2 separate regions of the Zea mays genome follow, and region 1 is linked to region 2. Evidence: chromatin contacts called from public Hi-C data. All regions are on one chromosome and are shown on one strand. Each heading gives the region's core, a stretch centred on a gene start, on an enhancer-like site or on the middle of the called end of the contact. The rest is flanking DNA. Distances are from core to core; before and after follow the strand shown. Region 1 holds the start of LOC103654636. Region 2 holds the start of LOC100383956.

Region 1 (6,546 bases), core at 3,636-6,135, 220 kb after region 2:
GCTGGGAGCGCCTCGCGGGCATCGCGGCGTCCGCGCTGCTGGCGCCCGCCGACGGCCAGATCCACGAGGGCCAGCTCCGTCGCGCGCGGAAGGCGCTCTCGGACCTCTCCGTGCTCCTCATCGACGACGCCGCAGCCGCCGCCGCCACGGGGCCCGCCGGCGGGCTCGCCTCGATCCTCGCGTCCCACCGCAACCGCTCCTTCGGCCGCGCGCGGGCGTCGCCGTCCCGCGCCTCCTCCTCCTCGTCGTCGTCCTCGTCGCCCTCCGCGCACTTCCGCTCGCTCTCGTGGAGCGTGTCCCGCACCTGGTCCGCGGCGCGCCAGCTACAGGCCATCGGGGCCGGCCTGGCCGCGCCGCGCGCCAGCGAGGCCTCCTGGAGCCTCGCCGCGCCGGCGTACGCCATGGGCTGCCTGCTCCACCTCGCCGCCTGGGCGCTCGTCGCCGCCGTCCCCTGCCCGGACCGTGCCGCCGCGCTCCAGGCGCACCACCTGCCGGCCGCGCCGCCGCGCGCCGCGTTCCCCTGGGCGCCGCCGCTCCTCGCGCTCCAGGAACGCCTCGCCGAGGAGGGGAAGCGCAAGGACCGCCGCAATTCGTGCGGCCTGCTCAGGGAAATCCACGCGCTGGAGAAGTGCGCGCAGAGGCTCGCGGAGGCCATCGATGCCGCGCCGGTCCCACTCACCGGCGAGCGGGAGGCCGAGGTGCGGGAGGCTGCAGCCCAACTCGCCGCCGCCTGCTCCGCCATGAAGGACGGGCTGGACCCGCTGGAGAGACAGGTCCGCGAGGTCTTCCACCGCATCGTGCGCAGCCGAATGGAGGGTCTCGATTCACCGATGCCCAATGCCGATTGAGCTCAATCAACATGATCATCATCATCTTGCCTTTAGATTTCCCAATGTGGCGGTGCTAGGTAGCTATCTTTTTTCGCTCGCTCTTGTGATCAGCTAGTGGTAAGTATAAAATGTGTGTCCTTGTGTAAAGGATTACAGAAAAAGGGAGAGGGAAGGTGTCATCTTTAGGTAAAGATGGTTCCTTTATTCCCATGTTTTGATGCTGCATTTGGTGTATATCGTTGTGTTTTTTTGCTAGTGTCACGTCTGTTCGCTGCTAATTCTCGAGCAACTTGTGTCACTTTGGGAATGTGACTATCATTGACAATGCTAACAAGCAGGAAAAAAAATGTAAATATGTACTGTAGTTTAACTTTGCACACTCCCTTGGTTTTTCATTCCATCAATATCATTGTGCAAAGAAATGGGACAACAATTGTCGCAAAAATGCGGGCGGATCGAATTGTGACACAATAACACCAACAAAGCCTTGGTGGTCAGAGTATTCTAAATGGTCTCAATTGGGCAATATGTGGCATATTTTGGACTGCTCATCTGCATTATGAATTGAATTGATTGACCTTTGTGGTAAATCGATTCATGAGTTGCAAAGTGAATAGATGAAGAACGGGAGCAACTGGATGTAACTATTATTATGAAATAAACTGATTACAAGCATATTTCAGAATAGATGCTGCAACCTTCTCTGTGGAGGAAAAGGAAAACCAAGTTGCAGGATATTTTTGAAGGCATTGAAAACCAAGTTGTACTTAACGAAACTGCAGTATTTTGTGTGTTTATGCTTTACCCAAATGTCTTGCTCGTGCAATTTTCTTGTACATACAGTGGGTTCCATAGACCATTTCTGATTCTCGAGTAACTTGTGTTGCAACAAACATATCGTTCACTTCGGACCTGTGCTCTTCGTTGGACAACTCCATGCGTGCAAACTAGAAAGAAATGCGCATAGTTTTCAGTCGAGTCTCAATCTGGCAACACGATTGCGGATTTTGCTCTCATACGCGTGATGAACTAACTGATTTGGCTTGTGCGCAAGAGCGAGCACGCAGGTTCAACATCTGGAGGATAGCAATGGGATGGGATTAATAACTACACGCAGCTTTCGCATTGAATAAAGTTGGTGTTACAACACTTCAGAACAGTAGAAGCTGCAACCTTTTTTTTTCCTTTCTTTCTTGGGACGGTGGACCTGCAGGATATTTTGAAGGCGCTAATGATGATGAAGAGGTCGTGATCAAGGCAATAAAACGACGCCATTTTTCCGTGCCTGATGGGGAAAAAAATGACAGTGTTTGTGTCTGTTCCAGCAGATCTACAGGCCGTTGCCGCTCTAGTGCGGCGGTTGGATGTGCTGTTTTTTCTTCTCCCACGTACGTGGTGCCCAGCAATTGTCGGATGGTACGGAAGACCCGAGTGGCTCCAAAAGACAGCGTAGCCGGATTAAAGCTGTATCTCGCTGATTATGGTCTCTCTCATCTTGGGCCTTTTACTCATAACCTCACTAACCCTCTTACTTTTGGCGTCGTCAGGGCCTGCGGGCTCTGCTGCAGGTTCACCTGCCACACATGGAGCCTGGTTTACAAGAGGCAAAGAGTAAGAGGTGGTTTCTGACTTTGTATTTTGCCTGGGCACGGGCATCTTCATTCGTCGTCAACTCGCCATTATCGTCGTCATCATGGCCACTTTTTCGTCAGTGTCTGTCTGTACACGGCGAGAAGAGAGGAGAGGTGATGGCGTGACGGCATGCGGCTGCCTGATGCCCAGTCCCAGAGCCGCAGCTGCCTGCCTGTTCTTCGTGTTCCTTCTTCTGTTGGTCGTCTGTGGTCTCCATTGCTCTGGTGATCTGTCTCGCTTTTCCAGCTGGCTGGTGATGCTGCGGGGGAAGAGGACGGCAAGCCTCGTGTGTGTGATGCAGGCGCAGGTGAGGTCGGCTGCAGGCTTCTCACCTGCCGCCGCTGCTGCAGCGTGCGTGGCGACCCCTTTGGTGGTCCCGTTCCCACATTGTTGGGCCTGGGTCTGGGCGTCACCGGTGCGTCATGCTCGCGTCACCTTGCTGGGACGTGCTGGCTGGATCTTCCCGTTCCTTTGGCACATACATCCCGGGAAGGATTTTAATTGATTTTTTTCCCTTCAAATTTTGGTTACAAGGAAGATATTCAGGGCCCTCTGCCAGAGTTGAAAATCGTTTTTCATTACTGATTTCTGAGATAAACTACGGGCCGCTTTGGCAGGGCTCTGGCTTCTCCAAAAACGGCTTTGGCTCTGGCTCACGAGGTGAAGCCACTTCTTTAGATGAGCCAAAGCCATTCTGAAAAATCATTTGGCAAAACGGCTTATAGATTGTTTTTCAGAAAGACCCTTGTATAGTTTACTTTTTACGTGGTCGATCTCTCCTGTACGTGGCTAGGGATTGAGGGCAGGACCAAAAAAATTAATTTGGACTGGTGGGAGGGCTATTGTGCAAAAATGACGTGAGCTGAAAAAAAATTAATTATTTTTTTAGCTCATGTCCTCTAGTTCATTTTGGAAAAGCACTTCACTGGTGAAGCCATTTGAAAAAAAGGTGTTTGGCACAACTTTTGCATGAGCCAGAGCCGAAGCTGAAAAATAAGCCCTACCAAAGGGGCCCTACTTGTACGTTCTACCCCTACATTTAAGCAAGCTAATTCCAGTGCTATTTTTAGATGGATTATGATTAAATACAATGATACTCGTACTAGTTGCATGGAGGTCGATCAGATTCAAATCAGGTCAAGGTTGGCCGTGGGTTATTTGGTAGGCCTATACTCGACCCATGTCTAATGTCAAGTTGGGTCGGCTCGCGCTTCCCTAGGGATGACAATGGGTACCCGAAACTCGAACCCGATGGATAAAAAGCCTACTAGGGTACGGGTATGGCGGATTTTGATACCTATGGATATTTTATTGGGTCATTTGTTATGCCCATCGGGTACAGTGGGCATGTGTATGTTCTCTGTTGCCCCATAACCGCTACTCGATGGGGAACCCGCTAATATATTCAAATATTAAGTATTGTGTATTGAACAATTAGATTTGAAGACATGATTTTGTCCACAGTTTTGTAGAATCAATGCTATGTTTTGTGTGATTTGAAGGCATGATGTTGCCATTTAATTTTGAATATTTGTTGAACCTGTGATAAAATTATGTTGGGTTCGATACATTTGTTATGCTGGTATTTATTTTTGCGATTCAAATGATCATGTCTATCGTAATGTTAATGAGTATGTGTATCTGATGGGTACCCGCTACCCATGGTGGGTATGAGTATGGCGTAATTTTGTAACCATGATGGGTAGTGGGTATGGGTATGAGTCAATTTTTTCCTAGTGGGTATGAGTATGACTTCGTATGCCCACGCTTCCCTATTGGACATGTCAGATCGGTTTTTTTTTTTGGCTTTGAGCCGTTTTTTGGATTGGGTCAAGTTTTGGGTCAAAAATCAATAATTGTACCTCGCTGGTTGGACTCCTTTTCCCTTATGATCAAATGTTTTTTAACGCGACAGCCACAAAATAGCTCAATTTTTTGGTCATATATGTTTTGTACTTATGTTTATGCTTCATTTCATTTGATTAATTTTAGTGACCGAATAAATTTCTTTGTATTGGATCGATGGCTTGGCCCGTGGGCTAGCACGGTCACAAATGAGGTTGTGCTTTAGCAGGCCATACTATGATGTGCTTGCCAGCCCAGATGTATGTACATGAATATATTCCTAAATAATGATGAGCCTCTCAAATGTTATAGCACTAGTGTTAAGATACCTACAACGGAGCATGGATATAAACGTGCAAAATATTGTTTTGTACACTGTTTATATAGTGAAGTTTTGAATAGTAAGTGAGATATATAGTGTGAGAGGAAGGTTGGTGGCCTCATCGTAATTCAAGAAGATTTTTCCACGAATGGGCCTGCCGATGCGAGCTGCTAGGGTATTTAGGCCCACTAATGAGTCCGTCCGACCATTGTGGTTGGCTTAGAAATATTTGCCGGACACCAAGGGGCCAAGAAAAAGAGGAGGTCGCTTGCGTGGCCGCGCGACAAGGCGTACGGGGAGAGGGAAGAGGGGTGGCCGGTCTCGCCGGCGTCGATTCGCCGCCGTGTGGCGATCCCTGCACGGACGTCGGTCGGTCGCCATGGAGACGGCGCATGAGGTGGCCATTTACATCGACCGCTTCCACAACCTGGACCTGTTCCAGCAAGGGTATCAAGGATTCGGAGAGAGACCAAAAAAAAAAAAATCCCCAGTCCCTTTCTTTTTTTCCCTTTGAAGAACATGTTAACTTTCTCGTATTTTTTTAACGGCATTCGTTTTTCGACTCCCCTCGATGGGTAGAAAAAGATATGCATTGCATTGTTTGTCGATTTGGAGAGCAAATATTTTTGGCCTTTGATTTTTTTTTTGTTCGCATGCAGATGGTACCGCGTGAAGATTAGTGCCCTGTGGGAGGATGACGAGAATCGAGCACCCATCTCGCCGGCCAGGGTCACGCAATACGAAGGTGCGAATTCACCTTTCTTGATGCAGATATATAAAAAATAATAATAATCCATTCTTCATTCTGTTCCGCAGAAAATATGTCGCCATGATTTGACATGTAATATAATCTGTTCTGTTCTACTCTATATAGACGATTTGACACGCAATGACATGCGATTTCACCTCTTGTTTATCAAAAAAAAAAACACATGAACCACACCATCATTACGACGGATAGAGAGCTAGCTAGCTAGCTGATTACGAGGAAGGATGGGATAGTTCCTTCTGATTCTGAAGTTATTTTTTTTAAACAAACCGGCAAGAGAGGTCCCCACTGTGTTAAAAAGAAGGGGTTGCCCAGACAAGCACTGTACAAAACGCACCAATTATACAATTAAGTACAGAAGGGAAAAAAATACCTCCGACAGAGGAGCGACGGGTCAAAAAACACGGACGGTGGTGGTTCAAGAGGTTATCATTGTGCTCTGCTCCCAGCCTCCCACCATGATCCAAACTCTCACCTCGTCCTTGATTTTCTAAAGCACCGTAAAGTTTGCGGCCAAGCATTCAGGTGCAAATCAGAATTTGCTGTCCAGACGGCGATTTTGATCCATAGTCGTTTAGTGAACTGTAAGTCTCTGAAAAGGTGCCGGCCTGATTCCACATGTAGCCTACATAGTGGGCAGATCCCTTTGGTTTGGGCACGTCTAGGCTTCTAATATGTGAACGGTCCAAATTCGGTTCTGAATTGCAAGTCACCTCAAGAATTTACATTCAAACGGAGCCCAGGGTTTCCATATTATGGCTTCAAAATTATAGCGGGTTGCGCCTATAAACTGGGCCTGGTAAGCCGAAGAAGCAGAGTACTCTCCATTTTCCTCAAATTTCCATGTAGCGTGCCATTCTTAGTAGGATGTTGCGCCTCAGTCTCTTGCCATAGGCGTGATGTACTCGGCAAATGTTGGGCAGAGAAGTTTCGATGCTGAAGGTTGATGTCGTGTATCCAATTGTTGGCAGTCAAGTCTTGGTGCAGTGTTCTGTTTCTTCTCGTGGAGATGAAAGAGAGAGATTTGGGGAAGAGTCCAGGATGGTAAGGATCAATTAGGGTCATGCGGTTTCCTTGTTTAGGAGGTTTTCTTTTGCCTCTGGCTCTTCCCCTATATATGTAACAACACTCTACTCTATCAATATAGA
Region 2 (6,935 bases), core at 1,143-3,642:
CAAAGTTAGTTATGTCTTTTCTGACATCAATTATATTAATTAACATAGAATATATATATCTTCATTATTTAATCATCTAGAACTTCAGAATATCATATCTTTATAACCATAACTTCGATGTTAGTGGATCTTGAACCTACGATCTTGTATCGACGAGTAGAACATTAATATGCAATTCATCCTCATGTTTGGTGTGATGTTAATTTCTCCTATGCAAATTGTTTGTTTGTATTATTGCGAATAGACGAGCAAGTGACCGAGGAGCCCAGAGTACAGCAGGTTGAAGATTCTGAGTAGGAGCTCATTGAAGGCAAGTTGTGCCCTCGATCACTCCTCTTTACCTAATAATGTTCCTGTTAATCACTGTGGCATGCTCGGGTTAATTTGATGGGACCTAATAGGTCACCCTAGTTTTGTTTACCCTACACCTTGCATGCAAATGAATTATTGGGTAGTTTGGCTATGCTCTACCTGATTTTTGGGAAGTAATACGATATGAATTAAGATCATACTTTATTATTATTGTAGGATTATTTACTTTCATGATAAGATTATTGTGTTAACTGGAACATAGAGAACCACCTGGAAAAACAGTGCTACCTGTTGGGGACTTGCTCTCAAATGCTATGAATTAAGAACAAGGCAACATAAAATGTCAAATATTAATGCCCTTCGTCCGCTGAAGCATTATTTCCCTAAGGATTTAATGAACTTCGGACGAAGACCATGAGCAGAATATTACGAAGGTTATACCTTCGTAATTAAAATTACAAAGATAATACAAAGTAATATACAATGTGAAACATTAAAGATGAATATATCGGAAATAAGTGACATTATTCACATATCTTATCATACGAATTTAAGATGCTTGAACATAATGTTTTATGAACATTTATACCTCTGCCTTGACAAATAATAATTCCCGAGTGAAGCGTTTGCAATTACAGGAATGCGTGAACAGTAAAAGAATACTGTTCACTATTTATAGGCACAGGACACGACCCGTGAGGAATTACAATCATACCCCTCGTAAAAATTTACAACAATGACTCGGACTCTTATGGACTAAAAAGTCATTCTATCTTTAAGTCGGTTTGTAATTCCGAAGCTTCACGAAGTGGCACCTTCGGCATCGCGTACAAGCAGCTTCAGCCGAAGTTGTTTCTTTCTACAGGACATTCGGCGACGAAGCATGGTCCCAACACTACCATAAAGGTGGAATGAGATGCCCTTGGCTAAATAATTAGAAAAGCTAGTGTGAGTTGATCTATGTTTTCCCTTTAGTGTGAGTTAATCCATGAGTCACAAACTCGGAAACCCTAAACCCTAAACCACTGGAGGAGGACTACTATGACGAGCTCGATGAAATGTAGATATCGTCTCCTAGTCACCTGTTGGCGCCAAGGAGATATTTATCTTAGTTTAATTTATTTATTATCAGTTATTTTGTAAGATATTTTCGTTATGTAATAAAGTTTGTGATATTTCTCTCTATATACTGAGTTATTATATGTGTTAATTTTGTTTGACTCATATTTAAGACGCATCTGGATTCGCTCTTAAATACTATCGAAAAAATGGCGCAACATACTTTCCCAAATACAGACTCCTAGAAGGCGCAACACTGATGTCAGCTCTAGTGGGTCTATAATTTCATTCTAGGCCAAACAATAATAGTCAGACTAGTGAGCTCCAAGTGAGAGCGAGTTAGTGATTTTAGGGGTCACAAGGGGCTAGGAATGAAAGTGGTAATCCGAACTGATAGAATAAATTTAATATTTTAAAATAGATATGTATAAAATTTGATGTTGATCTTTTTTTATGTTATCTAGCACATTAGTATAAATATGAATAAAATATTACATAAATTTTTTTATATATTATTTGCTCCCTACAACATAAAAGGTTAAAAAATTTACCGAAATTGTTTCCGAATCCATACCAAAGTTTATATCTATTATTTAAGAAAATATATGATGAGTTTGATGTTTACCTTTTATGAATCTTTACAAGCTAGATGTTAAAAACAAGAATACAAATTTGTATTATAGATTATATATCCTATTTATTCGCAATTAAAGAAAAACAACTAAAAAACTGATTATCAAATAAATACCGTTTCCGACCGTTTTTCATCCCTGTAGAGGGCCCACGTTAAAATAACCCACGCGCCAGGGCCAGGGCGCCACACGGGCACAGCGCAGCGCACCCGCCCACAGTTTCTGCCCGCCGCCGTGCGTGACACGCGGGTTCCACGTTTCTTGCCCAGCATGTCAGAGAGAGCGGCCGGACGGACACGCGCGGCGCGGTGCTTTCAGTTCGTGCTCCAGCTTTTCCGTCTAGTTTAATGGTTTTTCCTAGTCGTCCTCCGTCCTCCTCAGCTCTGGCTGCCAACCCCAAGAAGAGAACAGCCTTGCCTAGTCACTAGGCCCTAGTGTGCCCATTGCCTAGGGAAGGAGGAACCCAAGGAGAGGTGCGCGGCTGGTGGCATGCGAGTGGCAGCGGTGCCGCGGGACTCTTCTCCTCGCTGGCCGTGCGCGCCGTGCCCCGACGGTGAGCATGTCCACCCGCTTTCTTTCTGGGACATGGTGCTGTACTGAGTGCTGTTGTGTCTAGCTGCCGTCGTTTCTTTTTCTGCCGCTATTGCGATTGCGGTGAGGCCAATGTGCTGTTCCTGGTAGTGGGTGGTTCTTGCTCCGCTCGTAGGCTGCCTGATTGTAGGACTGCCGTCATCGGCGCAGCCGCGCAGATTCGTTCTCGTCGATAGTAGGGGTCGGGGGTAATAGATAGTTGATGCGGTTCATTCTAAACCTTTGATTCAAGCTCCGCGAAGTCTCAATTATACCGGGCTTATTATGATACCGGTATGGGATCTATTGGGGCTAGGCGAAGAAATGGTTCCCTGGTGGCATCAGGATATTAGCTCTGCAATTTTGCCCTGTTTATTGGAATGAGCATACCTTCTTATCGTAATGTGAATATGATGATGCTCGCTACATCAGTGTTATCCTAAAATCATTATTAGATACAGATAAGAATCCATGTTTTGGGTGTATGTTCACCTTTAGATTGATGGCAACGACTGCTATGCAAATAGTCCTTCTGTGCAAGCGTGCAAGCAAATCATCTGATCCATTAGATCGTGATCCAACCGTAAGTCACATTTAACACTTAAACCCTTCCACCACCAGCTCAATAATCTTTATAAAAAAGCTCCTAACAAATCATGGTTGTATCTATGGTTGGATCGTAATCTAATGGATCAGATAGTTTGCTTGCACGCTTGCACAGAACCACTGCTTGCATAGCAGTCGTTGCCTTGATTGGTTACCCATTTAGGCGGCCAACCCATTGCTGAAGCACGAAAATACTATGTTACCACTAGCTACTAATTAGGTATCACCACACTAATTGTATGGAGTTTTTTAGATACTGAAGTTAGTCACTCACTTCTATATCAAAATGGCATCTTTGACGACTAGGTGAACAAGTTGTTCTCTTATATAAGTCAATGATAACACTAGCTACTATTGACCATGTCTTGATATCTTGTGTGTTTTCACGCCTAGCGTGGTTTGCTGTGCTTCATCGTCTGGGACTTAATGTCCCTGCGCCATCACATGACGATGATAAATTCCAAGCATGGTGGTGATGAAGCATGAGGAGGGTGCCCAAGGCAGCAAGGAAGGGACTAAACACATAGTCATCATCATTGCTTGGACGATCTTGAAACATTGGAATCAGTGTGTGTTTGATGTCATGTCACTGTCGGAGCTGACGATGTTGCATGAGTCGAACGAGCCATGTCACCTCTGGGACATCAGTTGGGCTATGCTGTTTCTATCTAATTTAAAGGGCTGTACTGAGCTCTCTCCTAGGACATTAGCTGGGCTATGCTGTTTCTATCTACTTTAATGGGGGCAGATGTACAAGAAAACTAACCAAAGCCGTGGAATCAGCATGTATTCGGACTGTTTTGTCTATCTATTAATGAAATAATATGCAGTCCTCCTGCGTGTTTGAGAAAAAAATGCCGCCTCACTAATTTAGGAAAAAAAATCAATGACCTAGGTAAAATGGCTCCCCGCAACTTCAATTACAGCTCTCATTACTTTACTCGATCCAGTTTCTGACTCCCTGCAATGTTTCCTTTACATGCTGCCACTCATTTGGTTACAAATTATGATATCATCAATGCAATCAGGAAGATTTGCTGAGCTGAATGGTCTCACTCGTATACCACTCTGCAAAATTATCTCTAGAGAAATATGGTACAGAATTGTGTCATCAAATTTCATGTTTTCCTTTGATCTTAGGTGATCCTGCTAAAAAATTGAGCTCTGGCCGTGCTGTGGTTTCACACATAAAAAAGTGAATATGCACGGAATGGATTTTAAAATTTCATCCCAAATTACTTTTCCAGGAATCCAGGTGACACCCTGATATTGATGTGAAGTTTTGTGGAACCTCCTGCATCCTTATATGGTATTAACAATAATTTAATTGTCTGGGTGATCCATTTGAGCAAATGGAAGGCAACGACCTACCCCCTGGAAACATGTTGCAAGGGGCTCCCTATGATAGTTTAGACTTACATGGCGACTCTATGGCAAAACATGCCCCAAACTCAGGAAAACAGATCTTCAGCAGCTCCCAGATGCCGGGGACTTTCACAATGTCTATGACCAGGGCTACAGAACCTGATGACTTTCCTGGGTTTCAGTTCAAAGAACATGGAAAGAGTGATGACCACCACCACCACCAATACCATAGTCATCACCAAAAGAACTGCATGAGTGATGGTGAAGAACATGATATGGCTGAAGATGCTACTGATACCCCAAGTGGAAAAGGCAAGAAGGGCTCTGCATGGCATCGGATGAAGTGGACAGATTCAATGGTAAAACTTTTGATTACAGCAGTGTCTTACACTGGAGATGATCATGGTGCTGATTCTGGTGGTGGCAGGAGGAACATTGCAATAACGCAGAAGAAGGGCAAATGGAAGGCGATATCGAAGGTTATGGGAGAGAGAGGTTGCCATGTGTCACCGCAACAGTGCGAGGACAAGTTCAATGACCTTAACAAGAGATACAAAAGGCTGATAGACATCCTTGGCATGGGCACTGCTTGCAATGTTGTGGCTAATCCAGCACTTCTTGATAGCATGAATCATCTTTCTGATAAGATGAAAGACAATGCAAAAAAGATACTTAGCTCAAAGCACTTATTTTATGAGGAGATGTGTTCCTACCACAACAACAACCGTGCAAATTTGCCTGAAGATCATGCACTTCAGCATTCACTACTGCTTGCCCTTAGATGTAAAGAGGAGCATGATCTTCGGAGAGCAAGTGGAGATGCTGATGAAGACGATCGAAGTGCGGATTCTGATTATGGGGAGAATGATGAAGAGCAATATCCTGTGCATACACGCATGAGGGAGCCCTCAACCACCAAAAGGAAGCGCCACAGAGATGTGGCTTTGGTCACATCAAACTCTCATGAAGGCAGTGAGAGGTCTGATCCCCATGATGTAACAGTGGACATCAACAAGGCTTTCACAGATGCAACCAACATGGTTTTGTTGCAACAGGACTTGGCTTCACAAGCCATAGAGATTCAGAAACGTCGCTTGCAGATTGAAGCAAAGGAACTGGAACTCACAAAGCAACGTCACAAGTGGGAGCGGTTCAGGAAGAAGAAGGACAGGGAGATAGAAAGAATGGCACTGGAGAATGAACATATGGTGATTGAGAACAAACGCTTGGAACTTGAGCTGAGACATAAGGAGTTAGAGCTAGAGCTTAAGCTGAAAGGCAAGGGGAACCATCCATAACTTAATTCTTGATCAACACTACAATATTTAAGATGGTAAACAAGTAAGTGGGCTTTTGAACTATCTTTACTAAGGAAAGGCTTTCTATTCATCATCTTTTTTTTTTCTCAAATGCGCACGAGAGGTGCACATAATTATATTAAAAAGAAAAGAATTGAACTGCTATTTTTTATTCAAACCTTTTCTGTTTTAATTTACTAGATATGGAACTTATTCTTGTTTGTGTTTTCTGTTAATATAGACATTTTTTATCTGTATATTAAAAAAATGCATCAATGTTTGTTACCGGAGGGAACCAAAAACAACAGTGTAATGAGTTTTAAGCTAGGTGATTCCTAATATTTCTGCTCATATTGGATTTACATATAATCAAAGCATTGCTTTAATCATCAACTTGTGATTGGCTACATTTACCGTATCTATGCTAACTGCAGTTATATAAATGATCTAGGAATAACAGACTATTTACATCAAGTGTGGAAGAATTGTGGTATCCATACTGACGCTACCCTGATTTCACATTATTTGTGCACGATGTGCTTGCTGGTTATTGGGGATTGTGGGAGGGCGCGCAGGGCCCTGCCATTCTCTCGTGCCCTTACACTTCTCCTTAGAATTTTCAGGCCGAACGGATCATTCGCACCACCACTAAAATGATCTCCTGCCTCCCTTTTCAGGCATCTCTTCCTACCAGCTACTTCGCAGAAGCCCTGAACACTGCTACCCATCTCCTTAACCACCGGAGGGAGGGCGTGCGGGGGCCCCTGTCGACAGAGGGTGAGGGGCCTTGCCTCCGGAGGGCGCCCGACCACCAGATGGCACACCGTAGAGGGCTATGGTGGAGGCAGGGGACTAAGTCTCCAAGGTGAGCTCCTCGAGGACAAGCTCATTGCGGACGTTGTGGAAGGTGGGGAATGGCACAGTTCGCTCGATGAGTGCCTTCAAGCTGCTATAGCGGGGGCTAAGGCCACACAGAAGGTTCAGCACTAGGGTGCGGTTGACGATGGGCTCACTGAGATCATGGAGAGAGTTCTCCATGGCACCATGCCCTTCATCCGACGGCAGTACTCGCTGACGGAGAGGCCCCTCTAGG

The links. Hi-C and Micro-C count contacts between places; a contact is called where the count stands out from the background.
Region 1: a Hi-C map of endosperm shows a contact between it and region 2, with 2.2 times the contacts expected there. The contact joins the promoter of LOC103654636 here to the promoter of LOC100383956 in region 2. A contact is called at or near these places in 2 of 25 Hi-C or Micro-C datasets (bundle sheath and endosperm).

Annotation. Positions count from the first base shown.
Region 1 is chr4:221,486,975-221,493,520 of Zm-B73-REFERENCE-NAM-5.0, forward strand. It overlaps LOC103654636, which reads left to right and starts at 4,886. Exons shown (of 14, transcript XM_020552840.3): 1 at 4,886-5,076; 2 at 5,289-5,374. The coding sequence starts at 5,009. It overlaps LOC100277582, which reads left to right. Exons shown (of 1, transcript NM_001151100.2): 1 at 1-1,174. The coding sequence ends at 848.
Region 2 is chr4:221,266,308-221,273,242 of Zm-B73-REFERENCE-NAM-5.0, forward strand. LOC100383956 reads left to right here and starts at 2,393. Exons shown (of 4, transcript NM_001366852.1): 1 at 2,393-2,556; 2 at 4,208-4,274; 3 at 4,427-5,885. The coding sequence starts at 4,532. The coding sequence ends at 5,842.